Regions from separate parts of the Rattus norvegicus genome. Here region 2 is linked to region 1. Evidence: chromatin contacts called from public Hi-C data. All regions are on one chromosome and are shown on one strand. Each heading gives the region's core, a stretch centred on a gene start, on an enhancer-like site or on the middle of the called end of the contact. The rest is flanking DNA. Distances are from core to core; before and after follow the strand shown. Region 1 overlaps Psap (prosaposin). Region 2 overlaps Cdh23 (cadherin-related 23).

Region 1 (3,536 bases), core at 521-3,020:
ATGTGGATAGAAGATATTTCATATGACCATTTTTATGACCTTTGTGACTGCCTTCGGGGGTGATAGCATTCTTACAGCCACCCTGTTTGTCACTTAGGATAACTGAAGCTGGAATTCCCCAGCCAAAGCCCGGCAGCTGTCCTGAGGCTGGAGTTTGCTCTGTGTAGCCCTTAGGAAGGCCAGAAAGCTCTGATCAGCTCTGGGTGTAGAGGCCCTTCATGAGGACAGTTTCCAGCATGCTGCTACAGTGCATGCCTGTCCCTTCAGGGCTGGACTAGCTCTAGGCCCCATCCACATCTCACTGCCAGGCCAGGCTGCTGTTGTCCTTAACTGAGATGACATCCCTGGGTCAGGTTAACTGCTTGATGGTTGTTTTAATTTCTCTTAACTGCTGTGTCCTTTCCTTTTTCTTATTGTCTCCTCCGATTTCCTGTTTTTTTTGTTCAACAGCAGGATCAGGTATGTGACAGAATTCGCTTGTGGTAGTGGTCTGCTGCTTCTAGTTGTCGGCTCTTCCTCTTTTTTTTTTTTTTTTTTGTTATTTTGTTTTGTTTTGTTTTTGCTTTTATTTTTTTATTTTTGGTCTGGTCTGGTGAGCTCTGACGGGTACCGTGAAGGGTCTCTCCATATGTCCTTTCCCTCAGGTTGAGCACTTCAGGTGTAGCTACCACATAGCACTCACCTGTCACCAGGGTGGTGGTGGCGGGATCTTAGCTTCCTTGAGTGAAGGCCAGACCCCTGGCAGAACACCTTGTATCTCTCACAGTGCGTGGCATTGCATGACTTAGTGCTGTTCCCCTAACCCAGTGCTTCTGCATGAGCCAACTAGGTGCAGATAGTCCCTGGCCTACTGGATGGAGAGCCTTGTACACGGCCTCTCAGCTGTGGCTTCTACCTTTAGAGGATGGGTCTTGGGGCACCTAGAGCCTCATGGATGGCATGCTGTGGGAATCAGTGTTCACACTGGCCGAGCCATTGCCCCTGCGGATCTGTTCTGAGTCCTGCATCCAGGCTCTCAGGCTTGAGTTCTAGATGCTGGGAGGCATTTGAATCTCACAGGGGCGGACTTAGATGGAAATGCCTGAATTTTCACTTATGCTGTGCTTCAGAGAGATAGGCCCCCTGAGTCTTCCCCCCCCCCCCCCAAAAAAAAAAGGTTTTATACCTTTATTCTCGCTCTGACATCTATCTCCCAATCTTAAGATGCGTTAAAGACAGAGTTTAGGACATCTGCCCTCAGCTGTTCGTGGTCTTGTTCTCAGCATCCCTGCTCCCGTGCTGGGTTCAGCTGAGGGCTGGCTGCAGTTGGTTCACACAGTACTCAGGGTCTGCGGACGGGGCTTGCTCTTGGCTTTCACAGTGTGATGGTCAGAAGAGGGGATCTGTGTGAAGCCCTTGTGATGAGGTGCCTCGTGAGCTCGGGTCCTGGGCTCTCACATGTGCTGTGTACAGTTGTGAACACAGAACATGACTTTAGGGAAAGCGGCCTTTCTTCCCCCTTAGTGTACCATTTTAAAACAGGGCTGTGTGCCCACGTGGTTTTGATTCTGACATGGTCACGTTGGGCTTTCGGTGAGATCACGGGCCATGTAGTCCCCATCCAGAGAGCTTACTTCTGACAGTGAGCCATGCTACGGTGGCCCTGACAGTACCAGAGGCTGCCTGAGGGGGCATACGTGTGCTGATCTTGATTTAGTTGGAGCTCTTTGGCTTGAGTCCGAGAGCTCAGCCAGCCTGAGTGGGAAGAGTGAGCTTTACCCGAGGACCTTAGTGTGCTGCCCACAGGGTTTGAGGGCAGCACACAGGCTAACAGAGGCTGTGCTTTCCTCAGCAACCCAAGGAAATCTGTGTGATGGTTGGCTTCTGTGATGAGGTCAAGAGAGTGCCAATGAGGACTCTGGTCCCCGCCACTGAGGCCATCAAGAATATCCTCCCTGCCCTGGAGCTGACGGACCCCTATGAGGTACCTTCTGTTGCTGTTCTCTGCTGACTGGAACTGATACCCTCCCCTTCCGTGTTGTCACGTCCTCTCTGGGCCCTGCCTGCCTTTGGAATGTATTTCAAGCTGAGACCTGGAGCAGTTCTGAGTGCCCATAATCTAGTTCCCAGCCCCATGCTTTTGGGGAACGCTTATTCTTCAACAGACCCTGCCAGCTCCAGGCTCCACATGTGCTTCCTGGGTCTTGTCTCTCAGAGCCACAGCACAGACTGGAGGCTCCCAGAACACATGCTGAGGCTGTGTACACATGCCTGTGTGGGTGTACATAGGCAGTACTGTGTCCTTAGAGCCTTCCTTGGCTAGGGTATGCTACCTATTCCATAATGGATCTCCATTGAATATACTTGGGTCAGGTAGTATTCTGGTATCCCTGTGTTCCTGGGATATAAGTGTCTGTTCAGGACCTGAAGCCTTCACACAAAGAAAGCTATGTGCATTCTTCTGGTTCAAGAATGCTCATGGTGTCTGGCCACCAGCTTTCTTCTGTTCCATCTCCTGGACACACTACTCTGGTTCTAGGACACCCATGGCTTCTGGCCATCAGCCATCCTGTTCTGTTTCCCTTGTCCTCAGTGCATAGCAGCATGAAAGGGTAAGGCTTCTGATGGAGTAAGAGAGTTTGTTCTCTCCGTGAACACCAGATGGGGAGAAGGCAGAGTCGTTAGGATTAGAGGTTCTGGTCTTCCTAAGACAGCAGAGACAGGAGACATAGGTATGGAGGTTTCCTCCAGAACCACATTGCTCGGGGTGGACTCCAAGCAATAGTTTCAGGTGCAGTGAGATTTCAGGACTGAGTCCTCGAAAGGTAGATACACCGCCTGCCATCTACGTGATCACAGGGTGGCAAAGTGTGAAAAGCCCAGGGGACAGCTGTGTCAACACTTGATGCAGTATGGGACTAGGGTGGTTTTGGGTGTATAGGGACTGTAGAAGGTGAAGGAAAGGGGCGGGCTTCCCGCCATGTAGATCAGGGATTGCACCTTGGCACTGAGGAAGCTGCCCTCACCTTGCATTTACAAGGCAGTGGCCTTGGATGGAAGACTCTTGGTCCTGTCCTTTTTGCTATTCTGTGATAAGAGCATGCCTGAGGGGTCAGGTCCCAGTCTTAAAACACTCTCGTCTTTCACAGCAGGATGTGATCCAGGCCCAAAATGTGATTTTCTGCCAAGTTTGTCAGCTTGTGATGCGCAAGTTGTCTGAACTGATTATCAACAATGCCACTGAGGTATGCCACCTCCTTGTGTGGGGGAGGGGAGGTGTGCTACTGCAGTCAGAAGGTGCCAGGAGTCATCTCCTGCAAATGCTCACCCCAGTACCCAGGAGGGAGGTCTCTAGGGGAGGGCTGTAGCACCTGAGTCTTAACTAGCAGGTTTAGTATCTCTTCTTTCTATCTAGCCCCGTCTCATGAGCCTTTCGCCTGTTTTAGGAACTTCTAATTAAAGGTTTGAGTAAAGCCTGCTCCCTGCTCCCTGCTCCTGCTTCAACCAAGTGCCAGGAAGTGCTGGTAACATTTGGCCCCTCTCTGTTGGACGTCCTC
Region 2 (3,536 bases), core at 625-3,124, 100 kb after region 1:
TTTCTTCTTGACCTTTCTGTCCGTGCTTGTGGGTCTTGTTCATTGCCAGCTAGGGCACTGGTAAAGGTCAAATCATGAGCACCCTTTAGTGGAACTTGTCAGGACAGCTTGGGAAGACCTGAGGATGGATCAAGATGCTTCCTGTACGCCAAGTGTGGAAGTTCGCACTTGTAATCCCAGCATGCAACGGGCCGAGGTAGGAGGATTGTCTGAGGCAGCCTGAGCTGAACATGGGATCACAATTCAAATAAAATCACAACAAATCAGACAAACAAAAAACCAGGCTGTGTTGTCCAAGGCTAGGTGGAGGATGTATCACTGCTCTAGGAGGCCACAGTCAGCGGCAGAGGCAATGCCACCTGGACTCAGAGGATGTATGGCAGTGGTAGCATGTCTCTCTGGGAAAGAGGTGGCCTCCTCTCTGATAGCTTGGACCAGACCTCCCAGGACAGCTGGAGGATCAAGGCTGGATGGCACTAGCTGTGCTCTCTGTGCTGTGGCAAGGACTTCATTGAGCGACAGGCTAAAGCAGACTCACTCCAGTGGGCTGCTGGGAATCCCTTCTCTCTCTCACCCTCTCCGGCCAAGGCCGGCATCTTAGGCTTGAAGATGGGACAGAGGGAACCTGAGGTGCTTAGCTCCTGTCTCAGAGTCAAATGATCCAGGAGCCCATCACAGAGTTGCCTGCCCCACCCATAGTAAAGCCACCCAAGTCTTCCCGAGGACTAATCTCTGGTTTTGCTGTTACCTGATCCAGAGCCTTAACTGTCTCCCGTGTCCACGGATATACCCACTCCGTGGTGTGCAGCAGGATCTGGCACTAGCTGTAATTTATATTTTGAGCCTCATCCTGACCAGACACCAGGCAAATGAATGATTCTGTCCTGTCCTCCCCGTTCATGGTTTATGCTTTACTGGTACGAAGCCTTCTTTGTTTTCCAATAGAACTGCCCTCCCTCCTGGGTTGCTCTTGTGTCTCCTCTGTATCGGGGAGGCCAGCAGCAGGCACGGTCTTGTCTGTTCTTTCCTATAACCCTGAGAGCACAGGGAGCCAGATCTTGTCCCAGCACTCACTGTACCCCACTCACTGAGGCAGCAGGTATCGGGTGTGAACTTGACCCACACTGATTTCCCAGTGTCCCCTGTGGCAGCCCTAAAGGAAGGTGGCTCTCCAAGCACGCTATGCAGGTAGGGTCACTGTGCCTTGTTCCTGCATCCTTGTGACCTCAGAGAGGGAGGGGGCATTTTTTCAGAGCACCTATACGGCCTGGGAGAAAGTGTCCTGAGACTCTGAACGTCTGAGAAGTGAGGAGAGTAGGGAAGCCTCATGTCACCCAGGGACTCCAGGATATGGACCCAAATGCATAGAAAGCAGCATTTCAGGGCCGGGAAGAAAACCAGCTTCTTCCCCGAACCATCTTTGAACAACTTTGCTCCAACTCCCTGAAACATTTTAGGCTAAATGTAGCAATGAGGCTCACTCATGACCTGCTATGATGCCCTTATTTTGGGTGGTCTATGGTTTCTGGGGGTGCCTATCCGTGAGCTGAGGGGGGCAGGTAGTAAGCAAGAATGGGGCCCTACTGCCCCATGGTGGTGGTGGGGGCTCTAACTCTTTCATAGCTAAGGTCAGAGGAAGGGACCCATTTCCTCCCTCCCTCTGCACACAGCTGCTGGACTCGTGCATGCCTCTGGCCTTCCTGGACTCTAGTCTGCTTTCTGAGCCTCTCCTGACAATTCACAGTGCCTCACACAGGGAGGCAGACGCACTCTCCTTCCTACTCTTCCTTCTCTTTCCCCTCCTGAGCTAGGAAACAGACCACAGTGGCAGGCCCAACTTTGCTGAGTTCACTCACCCTTGGAGTGAGTCGAAACATTGAAGCTGGTGAAAAAGGCCATTCATTCCCTGTCTTCCTGCCTAGCAACTGAGAGCCCCCCTCCGAGAGAGAGAGAGAGAGAGAGAGAGAGAGAGAGAGAGAGAGAGAGAGTGCTTTGTTTTTGTTTTCAGGGTCCTCCTCCCTCTGGGCCTTTTAGCCAAGGAGCCCTTTCTTCTGCCTGCTTTCTTCCAAGAGGGAAGCCTAGCCAAGAAGCCGTGAAAGCCGCTCTGTTCTGGCCTTGCTGAGCCCTGGCTCTCCCTCTCCTTGATTCCTTTCCAGGAAAGACTTACTTCTCTCTCCCCACTGCTTTGAAAGGCTCTGGAGGAGAGCAAGGTGAGCCAGGGCTCTGTCCTCAGCTAACACAGACTGGGGCCCACTCTTTCCAAAAGGGAGAAAGGGTCATTTTTCTTGATGCGCAAGCCACTTCCAGCCCGCCTTGGACCCCTGCTGCCCCCACCACTTATGTCGTGAAGCTACTGAGCCAGTGCCCTCAGGGGTGAGCGGAGCCCTGTCTGGTGCTAGCCTGCCACCTACCTGCACAATGCTGTGGCCCTCGGGGATGTCTTCTGGGACACTGGCCTCATAGCTGCTTTGCAGGAAGATGGGCCGGTTGTCGTTCACATCCAGAACTGTGACAAACACGGTGGCCGTACCTGTGCGCCGCTTGCCTACAGGGCCATTGTCTGTGGGAGGTGAGGGAGAACAGGCATTAGAAGCTATGTCCTCCAGGCCATCAGTCAGAGTTACACTGTCCTACACCAGCCTCAAGGGATGGCGGCTCACCGCCCTTCGAGATCAACACTAACGATACCCCAGGGCTGACATCATGCCACCTCCTGGCAGTGACTTATCTGGTTCATTCAGCCCTCACAACAACCTAGGGAACCAGGCAGGATTCTCCTTCCCAACACACAGCTGAGCTAACCAAGGCCCTAAAGAAGGCGGGGTGAGCGGTTGAATCTTCAGAGCTTATGCGCACGATTCATTTCATAAAAGGGGCTTTGGAGACACAATTAAGTCGAAGATCTTGAAGGGAGGTCAGCCCTCCTACCCATTTAACCAGTGATTAAGTGACTTAGAAGAAGACACTGTACTCGGATCACAGCGTGTGCCTCATGGGAGGCTAAGGCAGGAGGATTATTAGGAACCAGTTATCTGAGTGCCGTCTGTCTCAAAAAACCACCACCACTGAAGAGAAGGTCAGGTGAGGTGGGGCCGTTCTTCCCCGAGGCTGTGGAGGAAATGGCTCTGCTAATACCTAGAACCAGAGGTGCCACATCTGTGCTTTTTTATGCCATACCCCTCAAAGGCAGTGACTTCTGCAGAGCAGGACAGAGCCAGGCGGGCACGGCTGAGCTGGGAGGGGCAGTTGGTATCTCTGGTTCTAGAGAAGGTCCTTTAATGCCACCAAAGTTGCCTTAATTTGTCCCAGCGAGCCCAGGACCCACACAGGTGATGAGATACGACATAGCCTGCTGTCAGAGCCAGGATGCTGGGAGAGTTGAAGGACACAGGTAAGGCACCTGGGTCAGCCACCTCAAGGGCAGGTGTTTGCTGCTCCAGTCACAAGTGATGGACCAAATGTGGGCCCAGGGACACCTCGTGTCTCATTTCTCAAGAGACTGAACATCTGAATTTCAGAATTATGGTTTTAAAAAC

The links. A called contact is a pair of places that touch in the nucleus more often than the background predicts.
Region 2: a contact with region 1 is called in a Hi-C map of Schwann cells, with 3 times the contacts expected there. The contact joins two enhancer-like sites. A contact is called at or near these places in 12 of 12 Hi-C or Micro-C datasets (the A7r5 cell line, the Rat2 cell line, Schwann cells and 7 more) and 1 of 1 datasets of contacts at active chromatin or transcription factors (oligodendrocytes).

The regions. Positions count from the first base shown.
Region 1 is chr20:28,777,286-28,780,821 of GRCr8, forward strand. It overlaps Psap (prosaposin), which reads left to right. Exons shown (of 14, transcript NM_013013.2): 8 at 1,832-1,963; 9 at 3,129-3,224; 10 at 3,426-3,536. Among named protein-coding and RNA genes, the nearest start is that of Psap, 22 kb to the left of the region's middle. Within about 2 kb of position 1,771, at least 28 of the 93 cell types and tissues checked have an H3K27ac peak or open chromatin away from gene starts, as enhancers often do. A contact at or near this core is called in Schwann cells, where this site is marked.
Region 2 is chr20:28,879,842-28,883,377 of GRCr8, forward strand. Cdh23 (cadherin-related 23) reads right to left here. Exons shown (of 68, transcript NM_053644.2): 27 at 2,412-2,560. C20h10orf105 (similar to human chromosome 10 open reading frame 105) reads left to right here. Exons shown (of 2, transcript NM_001399673.1): 2 at 1-279. Among named protein-coding and RNA genes, the nearest start is that of C20h10orf105, 5.1 kb to the left of the region's middle. Within about 2 kb of position 1,875, at least 53 of the 93 cell types and tissues checked have an H3K27ac peak or open chromatin away from gene starts, as enhancers often do. A contact at or near this core is called in Schwann cells, where this site is marked.